Regions from separate parts of the Triticum aestivum genome. Here region 2 is linked to region 1. A link is a contact called in public Hi-C data. All regions are on one chromosome and are shown on one strand. Each heading gives the region's core, a stretch centred on a gene start, on an enhancer-like site or on the middle of the called end of the contact. The rest is flanking DNA. Distances are from core to core; before and after follow the strand shown. Region 1 overlaps LOC123145308 (threonine--tRNA ligase, chloroplastic/mitochondrial 2). Region 2 holds the start of LOC123145312 (fimbrin-4).

Region 1 (6,049 bases), core at 2,504-5,003:
GTATATTATATGATTTTGTTAAAATTATGCCCACTACTCTGACATTACTAACATGTGTTGTTCTAGGTGCCTGCAACAAGTTTTAGACCATACAAATATCTGTCAAATGTTCATTGTAAAAATGTATAAAATATGTTTATTATGCAGGATGATGCCCACATATTTTGTCTCGAAGACCAGATAAAAGATGAAATTAGAGGAGTTCTTGATTTAACTGAAGAAATACTGGGGCAGTTTGGCTTCCGGAATTATGAGGTAAACCTTTCAACCAGGCCAGAAAAATCTGTTGGCAGTGACGACATATGGGAAAAGGCAACAATTGCTCTGAAAGATGCGCTAGATGATAAAGGTTGGGGATACACGGTTGATGAAGGGGGAGGTGCTTTCTATGGTCCAAAAATTGATTTGAAAATTGAGGACGCTCTTGGAAGAAAATGGCAATGTTCCACTGTGCAGGTAAGTTATATATTTTTCTACGAAGAATAAGCAAATTTTGTGGATTCTTTGAGGGAAAAGGGCATATAACATCATTCGATTTTCTTATATTTTAGGTTGACTTCAATTTGCCTGAACGGTTTGACATCACTTATGTTGACTCGCATACTGAGAAGAAACGGCCTATCATGATTCATAGAGCCATCCTTGGGTCTTTGGAGCGCTTTTTTGGCATCCTCATTGAAAACTACGCTGGTGATTTTCCACTTTGGCTTGCTCCAACCCAAGCTCGTATTCTACCTGTCACAAACAATGAGGTTTGCTCCCTTTACCTTGCATTAGTTTCACTTGTTAAACCAATATTTTTACCTTGTACTGTGGTAGATTTGTGCAAAGTAAAAAAGGTACTGTATATCTAGGTGACCCTAGGCAGGACAGCAACATCCTTTTATTTGTTATTTGCACGGCACACACATATCAGATGCTTGATTTTGTTAGCACCTCTTACGAAGCCATGGCATCTTCCTTTCATGTTTTCAGCTGCAGTACTGTAATGAGGTGGCTTCAGAACTGAAATCGAGAGGTATCCGCGCCGAGGTATGCCACGGCGAACGTCTGCCGAAGTTAATCAGAAACGCCGAAACACAAAAGGTGCCGCTCATGGCGGTCGTTGGCCCCAAGGAAGTCGAAGCTAGGACTCTCACCATCAGGTCCAGGCATAACGGGGAGATGGGCACCATGCCCGTCGACGATTTCATCAGCAAAATCCAATCGGCCGTTGCTGAAAAATCTTCGCTGTAGATACCCCAGTCTATTAAACTCCAGTTCATATTGTAGAGCACTAGACCTTCTGCTGCACATACACCGTACAGGAGCGCCTCCGACGAAACTGAGCGACGGAGGTCCAACAATTTTGTGCAGAACTGCCATCACCACATTATACTCCAGTCAGGAACAGAAGCCCAACATTCTTCATTGTACATAATTTGTGACCACATTTCAGTGCAAGTTTTCAGCTTGATTGCAATCTGCATTGCACTGCACATCATTGACATGTCGTGTCATGAATCTCCAGACTCCAGGCAGCGGTGGGCTTGATTTGACCGGCCCCTGTCACTGGGCTGTGGGCTAAACCCACTCAGCAGGATGGATGCGCGGGCGTATTTTCTGCGTTGTTTGCCTGGTCGGCAGACAAACTGTAATGGCCACTTGCTGCTGCAGAGCGAGCAATTGTGTGCGGTGCTGAGTCGTGAAGTCGTGCCGCCGAGATGAATTGGTCTGTCTGCGCCTGTGAGGCGGGGGACCCGACCCGACCCGATTGATTGGGGCATCGCTCGCTGCGGGTGGGACGGCGTCGTGCGGATCTATGATTGGAGCGTGATGGACGGACCAAATTTTACCGGGCAAGTCGACAACACCTGGGACAAAAACCTGCAGGCTGGAGGACACTGGGATAGGTAACTTCTCCACCCCCGTCCCAGATCAGATCTTCACTTACCCCGCGACGTCAGTAAAAGATCTAGCAGCAGCATAAAGTGGTGGGACCACGTAGCAGAGGAGCGCATCCTCATACACAACACAAGAAATAACTCAATTTTACAGAGCCGTCATCTTCCTGGGCGGAAAGGGTGGAGAAACGTGGATTACCCCTAAAGCCTTTGCAGCTATTTGTAATTCGCGATTTATAATTATGAAGCGTGGCACTTCTAATGCCAGGATTGCTATGGGGAAAATTAATTGCGTAAGAAATGAAGTACTATTATTAAATTAAAAGCCCACATCGAATTGAGCAAGTTTGCTGGGTTTGCCAGCTTACAAATCATGCGCGGCACCATTTTTCGGTTGCATTCACAGCAATGTCTTTTTTCTTTGAGAAACACAACAATGATCTGTGAGATACGGAAAAGAAAAAAGGCCCATTAATCTGCACTAACTCGACTACATCTTTTTTTAGCAGGAACTCGACTCTATCTACGAGCAGGGGTTCTCACACACATGATCATGATCAATCAGCAATAAAACGTCCCAACTAACGCTCGTACAGTTGTACCAGCGCGTGCCGTGCCGCGAGCGGGAGGGCTTCTTCAGTCGTGACCATCACGTCGTCTCCACCACTCCCCTCCCCTGGTCTCCTCCTCCCTCCCACCACCACCACCCTCGCTCGCGCAGTGGAATTAAAACCTCCTTATCCTCTCTGGCGCGCTGCTGCCATTGCATTGCTAGCTGCCTGGATCCAACCGTCCCGTCCCTCACCCCTTGGCTCTCTCCCTCTGATCCGCGCGCTCTCTTTTTGGAGCCTTGCGCCGCGCCCCTTTCCCCCTGTCCGAATCCGCTTCGACGTTCCTCCTCTACCAGCGCGTTCTCTCCTTTTGGTGCCCCCCAGCGAGCTCTCGGTGCCCGTGCCGCCTCCATCCACCGTCCGCGCCTTTTTGCCACGCTCTCCTCTTTTTGTCTCCACCTTCTTGGCTAGCCGTTGAAGGGGCAGCCATTGTTGCGCGGCTGGTGAGGTGAGTTGAGGATGTCGTCGGCGGTGGAAGCCATCTCCTGCTCCAAGGTCGCCGACATGGCCGCGGCCGGGCCTGCGGAGGCCAAGGAGTGCGCGGCGGCGGTGGCGGAGCACGGCAACGGCAACGGCGGGGCCGGGGACGCCGCGGCGACGAACGGGAAGAAGTGCGGCGGCGACGTCGCGGCGGCGCCGCATTGCGGCAAGGGCGAGCTGGAGGAGGAAGACGAGGACGGCGAGAAGGTCCCCGAGCACATCGACCTCGGCCCCATCCTCAGCATCAAGGACCAGCTCGAGAAGGACAAGGTAATATGTCAGCATGCGCCGCATTCTCGCACCATCGCGCGCCTGAATTCTTCTTCTAGCTGCCTGCCGCCGACCGATGGATGGATCGATTGATGCGTCTCCTTTCTCCGTGACATTGTTACAGGACGACGAGAGCCTGAGGAGGTGGAAGGAGCAGCTGCTCGGCAGCGTGGATTTGAACTCCGTGGGAGGTAAACAACTTCTTCAACCATGCAACAACTTCTCGGCCGGCCAAATCGATAATTGCTTGCGTTCAATTGTCTCGTCCTCGTGAATCCTGCGTGATGGCGGGCACCACCACCACCAGTACGTGTACGTAGGACACCAGCACTTGCGCAGTTTGGCATGTGAGCACCGCCGTGTTCCGTCGTCAACACGCACGGCCCCGTGAAACCACCCGTTGCTTTCCGTGCTTAATTATAGAGCGTTTTTACGACTCCGTCTGTGCACCGGCCGGCCGGCCAGTACTCAACAGGAGAACTGGAGCGGAGAAAATTTTAAAAGGTGGTGGGCTCCGTTGGCTAGGTCGTCCGGCCTTGTCCTTCCGTGCTAATCATTTCGTAGGAAAAAAACAGACACATGGAGCCCCCGTTTTCTCGAATGCACTGGTCTGGTCGGTCCCCGTACGTTGCCGTGCATGGTTGAACTATTGTGCCTTCGCCATTGACGGATATGCATTCAGAATTTTCAGACTTCGGATTCAGGGTAGTAGTACTGATATATGAGTAGTGCCTTGTTGCTATCCTGAAAGTGATGTATCCCGGGAATAATGCATGATTTGTCGTGGTGATAGCTAAGTCTTTGCGACTTTTGGTCCGATTATGCCCAGCACGTCTTGCAGGGCATAATTGAGGGAAGGCAACCTTATTTTTGTCTAACAGCATAAACCGTTAAGAACGTTCATGTTTTAGGAAGGCATTTCTTCCATCAGAATTTAGAATTCAAAACGATCCGTTATTTGATTGGCGTCACATTTTGATGTGAGATTCGAATGCACGGTGATTGATTGACTGATTGGTGCAGAGACGCTGGAGCCGGACGTGAAGATTATGAGCCTGTCCATCCAGTCCCCCGGGCGGCCGGACATCTTCCTGCCGCTGCCGGTGGAGCCCAGCAGCGGCAAGGGGGTGTGGTTCACCCTCAAGGAAGGCTCCCCGTACAAGCTCAAGTTCACCTTCTCCGTCAGCAACAACATCGTCTCCGGCCTCCGCTACACCAACACCGTCTGGAAGACCGGCATCAAAGGTGCAGTAGGGAAAGCCAAACCAATGAAACCGATCGACGAGTTAACGAATTGTGTGCTGGGTTGCTCATACTGTGATGGTTTGCTGGTGTAGTTGACAGCACAAAGGAGATGCTGGGCACGTTCAGCCCGCAGCCGGAGCCGTACGCGTACGTGACGCCGGAGGAGACCACGCCGTCCGGGATGTTCGCCCGGGGATCCTACTCTGCCAAGACCAAGGTAACTAAACGACGAAACTAATTGTTCAGAGATGCGCATGCTAACTGCTTCAGGATTCAGAGGTCTGACGGTTGAACGTTTCTCTTGATCTTTGGCAGTTCCTGGACGACGACCGGAAGTGCTACCTGCAGATCAATTACACCTTCGACATACGCCGGGAGTGGCCGTCGTCAGGCTGAGTCCGACCTGTGTGGCCGCCGTGTAGAAGTGATACGTGCCTGCCTGCCTGCCTGCCTGGGTTACTACTGTTGCCGTTGAAGCAGATCGGTCTTTGTTTCGCTTGCGTTTTACTACCTGTTTTTCGTGGTTGCCCTTAGGGCTCTTGTTTCCTGTGGTGCGTCCGTGCGTGTAAATTGGTTCGGTTTATGTGTAATGCCAGTGCGTCCCCGTGTCTGTGTGTGTGAGAGAGCGCTTTGCCAGGGTCTGTTTTGAAGAACGAGCTGTAATGTTGAGTTCATGTAATGCACCGGAGCAATGCAGCTGCACGCACTTCGTGTAATGCTCGAGAAAGAAAGGATTATTTGCCACTCACTTTCTCAAGGTTGGAATTCATCTTCTGACCAGCGGCTTTTGTTTGTCATGTGTAAGTGGGATTGTTTTGGCTTCGGACTTAGTGGAGTAAGTTGCTAATTGCCTAACTTCCACATGGACATGGTGGTGCAAACACCGGGGACCGGCCGGTTTGTGTGCCCGACGGATGCAGTGAACCAAGAGCAACATTATACTGGCCGAGAAATCACCTACAGCTGAATCGATGGCGCGTCGGGTGTGCTCGCCCATTGGCGCACACATGGATCGATGGCTCCACGAGCCTACTACGATTTCTGCTCTCTATCGCCTCTCTTTTTCACTAAGAGCGGTTTGAAAAATGTTCACAAAGTAGAAAATTTGTTGGCGAAATTAAAAATTGTTCATGAATTTGAAAAAGGGGTCACAAAATAATAAATAAAATCATGATTTTTTAAAAGTTTGTAATGTTCAAAAACAATTGGGTTCGAATCAATGTTCATGAATTTACAAAATGTTTGTGACATCCAAAAAATGTTCATGAATTGAAAAAATGTTCACGGAATTAAATAATGTTGCCGGATTCAAGAAAATGTTCACAGAATCAAAACTTGTTCATAAATCTGAAAAATATTCCCGAATACGAAATACATCTAGGGAATTAAAACATTATTGTGAATTCAAAAAAAATTGTGAATATGAAAATTGTTCATGAATTTGGAATTATTTTTCTGGATTCAAGAACATGTTCGTGAATTCAAAATTTAATTTTGAAGTCATAAATTAAAAATTAATTCAGGAATAAGATTAATATTCATGAATTCAGAAAACTATTC
Region 2 (6,049 bases), core at 1,353-3,852, 220 kb after region 1:
GGCGTGTTGTTTAGTCCGGCCGGATGACGGCAGCACAATACATAATTTTGACCGAAGGAAATCCGTTTTGCTAGATCGACCACGTAGCAGCGCCTCCTGATTTTCCCGCGGCGGTCGTGAACTGCACGCCCGGTCATGCGACTCGTGCTGCAAACTTCAGTTCGCCCAGTCCTTCCGGATAGACGCGTCCTTGTCCTTGGCAATGAATTCAGGCGAATATGAGGTCCTCCGGTGGCGGCGGATAAACACATCGGCGCCATACGCGTGCGCACCGGCCGATGGGTCACGCGTGTCCGCAGTGACGGGCGCGTGGGCGGTGGGAGGATGGACCGGCGGGCATGTGTCTGTACAGGTCCGCGCTGTTGGTGTGTTCCGGCGGGAATGGCACCAGGTAGCAACGCGCCAAGCCGAAGGCCGGTGACGTGCTTTGTATCTTCCTCTTATTTCGGAAGCGGCGGTGACGCTTTCGGCTCGCCGATAGTAACATGGCGAGAGGGCGCGTCGTGTACCGAACCGGATTGTCGGCCGCTCGTGCACGGGAACAACATGCACACTGGCACACTGCTACTCACCGTAACCACCCACTAATAAGAGTACAATTATCCTGATTTTACCCATTTTTCCGTATGTGGCAGCATGTAGGTTTAACGCTGCAAATGTCCAACAAAACAATTGTTCATTCAAAATGATTGTAAAGAATACACTAACCATTTTTTTTTTGAACAGCGGTAGGGGCTCAAAGGCTCAAGCTCCATTTCATATCAAATTTAATACTCCCTTCGCCCCGAATTATTTGTCGTAAAAATGAATGTATCTAGACGTATTTTTAAATCTAGATACATCAATTTCTATCTATTTATGGACAAGTAATTTAGTACGGAGGGAGTACAACACTGCATAGAGACCAAGTGGTCAGCTTGGTAAGCTATCAACAAAAATATCGCAAACACTGCATGGAGGACCTAAAAACAAACAATTTTTTACAAGATGGTTCTTCCTTTTTGCAAATAGGTCCCCAAACCATACAAGAGGACCATGGTCAAGTCCAGTCACATGTAGCAATCTCGTTGGAGACTCCATGGCCATCGTCTGCGACACAAGCCTGCCAATGACGAGCAAGGAGCCAAGGGCCTCACATGGAGGTTGAAGACGGCACACGAGAAGCAAATACCCTTGATGACCTACAACTTATGTGGCCGAGGTCGATGCAACGGGATGAAGGAAACGCTAGACCCACAAGGAAGCTTGCAATCCCTAAAGAACTCCAGCTCGGCGAAGACAGTAGTCAGATCGACCTCTCCTTGTTCGGCCGACACCATGCCGGCGAAGAAGAAGAAGAAGAAAGGATGACCCCGAATCTCTCCCCAAGCTTATTGAAAGTGCTTCTCCCAAAACCACCGCCTCTTGCCGTCATCCATCACGCAGGTGGGTCAAAGGAGGAGGAAGGCGAGCTCCATACACCGTTCGCTGGCAAGGGATCAAAGCACACCGACAACATGTCGCCAAACCACGACATAACGCCATAACTACTGGCCTAATATACATAAGGAAGACATGCACACCTCTCGGCAACCATCGATGTTGGACAAAGCGTTGGATCAGACCAGGAAGCTCTAGTTGAGTTCCAAAAAGGGGGTCAACGCAAGAGGGGGAAGGGTGAGGGAAAAGAAAGTGGGCTGCTCCCAAGAATACACTCACTAGAATATGTGCAAGTGAACAAACAAATGAATGGCTTACTAGAATCCGTATTTAAACTTCTTCAACTTTGATTGTAGATAGATGGAATTTTTTTGTAACATCATTATTACTCTCTTCCGAGTTTATTATGCCCCCTCACATTTTGAGTCAAAGTTTGACCCATACATTTGCGCAATAAAATATGAGATACATGTCAAAAAATATATAATTGGAAATTTCATTTGATTACAAATCTAACAATAGAATTTTTATGACATGTCTCGTATATTTTGCAAATCAATTCTACGGTCAAAGTTTAACCCAAAATATAAAGGGGCCTAATAAATCTGGATAGAGGTAGTATAACTGCAATGAATAATATATTTATGGTTTTCATTTTCTTTTATAATTTTGTACCAGCGTGTAGACATAAGCAGTAATCTTTTTGTCGGTAATAAAACTAATCCGCTAAAAACAACAAGCAAAATCACACAACCCCTTATGACATTTTTCAAGAGAAACTTTTGATCTATTCATAATCAATCATGGTAGTACAAAGAGCAACAAGGATAACAAAAGTTATAACCATATACATGTAAATCCTAAGCCGCCTTAATGCGAGGATTCAGCCGTCACACGTGTTAGAGAAACAGTTCTCCGAAGACTTTTTCCGGTTGTGAGCATGCGCAGCTAAGCACATCATCAATCTCTCTCCATCAAGAAAAAAAAATCAAACAAAAAAATCATCCTAGTATTTTTTTGGGTCAAATTTTTTGCTTCATTATTTATTGATCTCCATTTTGCTTGCTTGCCTGCTTTTACCCTTTCCATCCAGTGCCTTAACCCCGAGGAAAACCTAAAGCGAAGACACAATAAACTAACGAAACAAACAGACCCCACCCTTACCTCCTCTCCTCGTCTCCGCCACTTCCCCCTTCCCTCCCTCCCTCCCTCCCGCCCCCACCAAATCTGGGAGTTCCCGGACGCCATTGCCCACCTTTTCCCCCCAGCACAAGGAAAGCACGCCAGCGAGAGAAGGAACAGCAGAGGCTGCACGGCAGAATTACCGTGAGCAATTCGGAAGGTATCCTGATCTTCGTCCCCGCAACCCCTCCCCGCCGCCCCCCACCCGCGCGCGGACGATCTGTCCCTCCTCCCTGATCTGAAATCTCGCCGCAGCCGCGCCGGAGCCGGGTCGAATCGGGCCGTGGCGAGGGGAAATGTCCGGCTTCGTCGGGGTCGTCGTCTCCGACCCCTCCCTGCAGGGCCAGTTCACGCAGGTCGAGCTCCGATCGCTCAAGGCCAAGGTGACAACCCGAATCCACGGCTTCTTCTTTGCTTCTCTGCTCCAAAAACCACAATTATTGTCAGAAGGGTTTCCTCTGTCACCTCCGCTCCAACTCGAGGTTTCTGTGTCGTTGTGGGTTGCAGTTCGTGTCTCTGAAGAGGGACTCCGGCCATGTCACCACCAAGAACCTCCCGGGGCTGATGAAGAAGCTCAGGGGACTTCACGAAGTGGTCCCCGAGGAGGAGATCGCCGCTTTCTTGTCGGAGTCGTACCCCGACAGCGACCAGGAGATTGAGTTCGAGTCCTTCCTCCGGGTACATCTCGGCGATCCTCTGAGTTCCTGACTAGTAGTATTACTAGTATTACTGTGGAGGGGAAGAGCGTGTCATTGTCTTACAGATTCGGTTCGGATGGGGAATTTGGTGTGGTGTTTTTGCAGGAGTACCTGAATCTGCAAGCAAGGGTAAGCGCCAAGGAAGGAAGCGCCACTGCTGGCGGCGGCGGGGCTGGCGGCCGCAAGAACTCGTCGTCGTTCCTCAAATCCACCATCACTACGCTGCTGCACAATCTCAACCAGGCGGAGAAGTCTTCTTACGTGGCGCATATTAACACTTACCTTGGTGAAGACCCATTCTTGAAGAAGTACTTGCCAATCGACCCATCCGGCAACCAGCTATTCGATCTTATTAGGGATGGTGTGCTGCTCTGGTGAGAAGGCTTTCTAGCTAGCTACATGGCGCATGCCAATTTACTCTTTCAACAGAAACTGTCTGCTAGTTGTAGCTGATGTTAATTCGTTGATGGATCTTTTGTCAGTAAGTTGATCAATGTAGCTGTACCTGGGACCATTGATGAGAGAGCAATAAATAAGAAAAGAGTTCTTAACCCATGGGAGAGGAATGAAAACCACACACTGTGCCTCAACTCTGCAAAGGCCATTGGATGTACTGTTGTCAACATTGGCACCCAGGATTTAGTGGAAGGAAGGGTATGCCTTGTGTTCCCTACTTGTTATCCTTTCTTGTAGATCATGATAAATGTTGCAGCGCTCTAAATTATCCTTCTTCTTTTGCAATGAGATAAATCATTTATCTCCCTTTAATCTTTCATGTCCTGTATACTGATATATAATCTTTTTGATGAATTTGTAGGTAAATTTAGGTATAAATACTGTTCTCATTATTAACTGCTGACTGTCCTTATGCACTTTATCACTTACTAGTAGTTAGTACATCTCATATTTTTTTGTTGATTTTCATGTGTCAGTTGTTTTAAGCCACCTTACCCTAAAGGGAAAATGCTCCCAATTCCCATATTCAGTTCTATAAATTCCCTTAAAAAAAAAAAACCAAGTGGTGACTTACACATACTTCTATTGTTTTCTTTGGCAGCCTCATTTAGTTCTTGGATTGATATCTCAAATCATAAAGGTAAGTATTGAAATGAGATTCACATTTTTTATGCAATTCAATGGACACACTATGGTTGAACTCCTCCTTCATCAACTAAAGAGTTGTTTCACTTATTATCAGATTCAACTTTTGGCTGATCTTAATCTTAAGAAGACACCCCAGCTTGTGGAATTGTTTGATGACAGTAAGGTAAGTAGAAGTGTTTTACCTTTGTTTCAGCTCCCGGTGTACATCTTTGCTCAAAACAAAATCCATTTTATTGCATGTTGTACAGGATATAGATGAGGTGTTGAGCTTGTCACCAGAAAAGATGCTGCTTCGATGGATGAACCATCATCTGAAAAAGGCTGGCTACAAGAAAACTGTTAACAATTTCTCTTCGGATGTGAAGGTGCATATGACAGAACATGTCACAACACTTATAATCACTTAATTATATGCAATTTTGATACACCTGCAATGATACAAAAATCTGCCTGTTACACATTTGGTTGATCTTCTTGTTGAATTTGAGTTTTGTGGGCAACGCAACAGCTAGCTTTTCAACATTGTTTATCAAAACACTTTATGTTACTTTCTTCATTTTATGTAATACAGCGTACGTTATGTCGCTCTGTACTTGATCCATCATTATGTTGTTCTTTGTCATGCGTCTGTTCTTGCTCTGTTCAACTTCCGATGGTCACATAAGTTAATTATTTACAGGATGGTGAAGCCTATGCTTATCTTCTAAAGGCTCTTGCTCCAGAGACTTCCCCTGAAACCACACTGGAGACTAAGGATCCTGATGAAAGGGCAAAAATGGTACTTGAACAAGCAGAGAAGTTGGACTGCAAAAGATACCTTACACCAAAGGATATAACTGAGGGTTCTGCCAACTTGAATCTTGCATTTGTTGCACAAATATTCCAGCATCGGTAAGTGCCGACTTTCCTGCTCTTGAAAATGATCTAGAAATTTAAGATATGATCAAAGTCATACGAGCTATTTTAAATTGGAAGTTCCTTGGGTCGATTTTAACGATTTTTCCGTGCTGACCATTGATCACTTCAATGATATCATTCCATGATGCGCAGGAATGGTCTAACTAGTGACATTAAACAAGTTACACTCACACAGTCAGCATCACGTGATGATGTTCTAGTATCCAGAGAAGAAAGGGCCTTCCGAATGTGGATCAACAGCCTTGGGGTCGAGTCATACGTGAATAATGTTTTTGAAGATGTTCGCAATGGGTAACAAGACTATTTTCATGATGTCTTGTGTTATTGTGTTATATCAATTGCTGAGTTGATAATTTATTTTATGATCTTTCAGATGGGTACTTCTTGAAGTACTTGACAAAGTTTCTCCTGGATCTGTCAATTGGAAGTTGGCATCAAAACCTCCAATTAAGTTGCCATTTAGGAAACTGGAGAACTGCAATCAAGTTGTAAAAATTGGGAAGGAGTTAAAGTTTTCATTAGTAAATTTAGCTGGGAATGATATTGTTCAGGGAAATAAGAAATTGATAGTTGGTGAGTTCGATCACATCGAACTTTATAGTGAATGCTAATGCACTGTTCTTGATAACTTAGTGGACATATAATTTGAGTTTCTCTGTGTTGTCTTTCAGCACTTCTGTGGCAATTGATGAGATTTAATATCCTTCAATTGCTAAACAGACTGAGAT

What was found. A called contact is a pair of places that touch in the nucleus more often than the background predicts.
Region 2: a Hi-C map of leaf shows a contact between it and region 1, with 6 times the contacts expected there. The contact joins the promoter of LOC123145312 here to the enhancer-like site in region 1. A contact is called at or near these places in 2 of 5 Hi-C or Micro-C datasets (both in leaf) and 1 of 1 datasets of contacts at active chromatin or transcription factors (leaf).

Annotation. Positions count from the first base shown.
Region 1 is chr6D:392,731,243-392,737,291 of IWGSC CS RefSeq v2.1, forward strand. LOC123145308 (threonine--tRNA ligase, chloroplastic/mitochondrial 2) reads left to right here. Exons shown (of 18, transcript XM_044564686.1): 9 at 148-456; 10 at 552-752; 11 at 976-1,145; 12 at 1,731-1,892; 13 at 2,038-2,176; 14 at 3,146-3,244; 15 at 3,369-3,435; 16 at 4,268-4,489; 17 at 4,582-4,706; 18 at 4,805-5,237. The coding sequence ends at 4,885. Among protein-coding and RNA genes, the nearest start is that of LOC123145308, 7.7 kb to the left of the region's middle. Within about 2 kb of position 3,754, at least 5 of the 8 cell types and tissues checked have an H3K27ac peak or open chromatin away from gene starts, as enhancers often do. A contact at or near this core is called in leaf, where this site is marked.
Region 2 is chr6D:392,949,267-392,955,315 of IWGSC CS RefSeq v2.1, forward strand. It overlaps LOC123145312 (fimbrin-4), which reads left to right and starts at 2,603. Exons shown (of 15, transcript XM_044564690.1): 1 at 2,603-2,761; 2 at 2,857-2,984; 3 at 3,109-3,279; 4 at 3,405-3,673; 5 at 3,782-3,953; 6 at 4,357-4,395; 7 at 4,498-4,566; 8 at 4,652-4,768; 9 at 5,083-5,294; 10 at 5,454-5,612; 11 at 5,695-5,894; 12 at 5,993-6,049. The coding sequence starts at 2,898.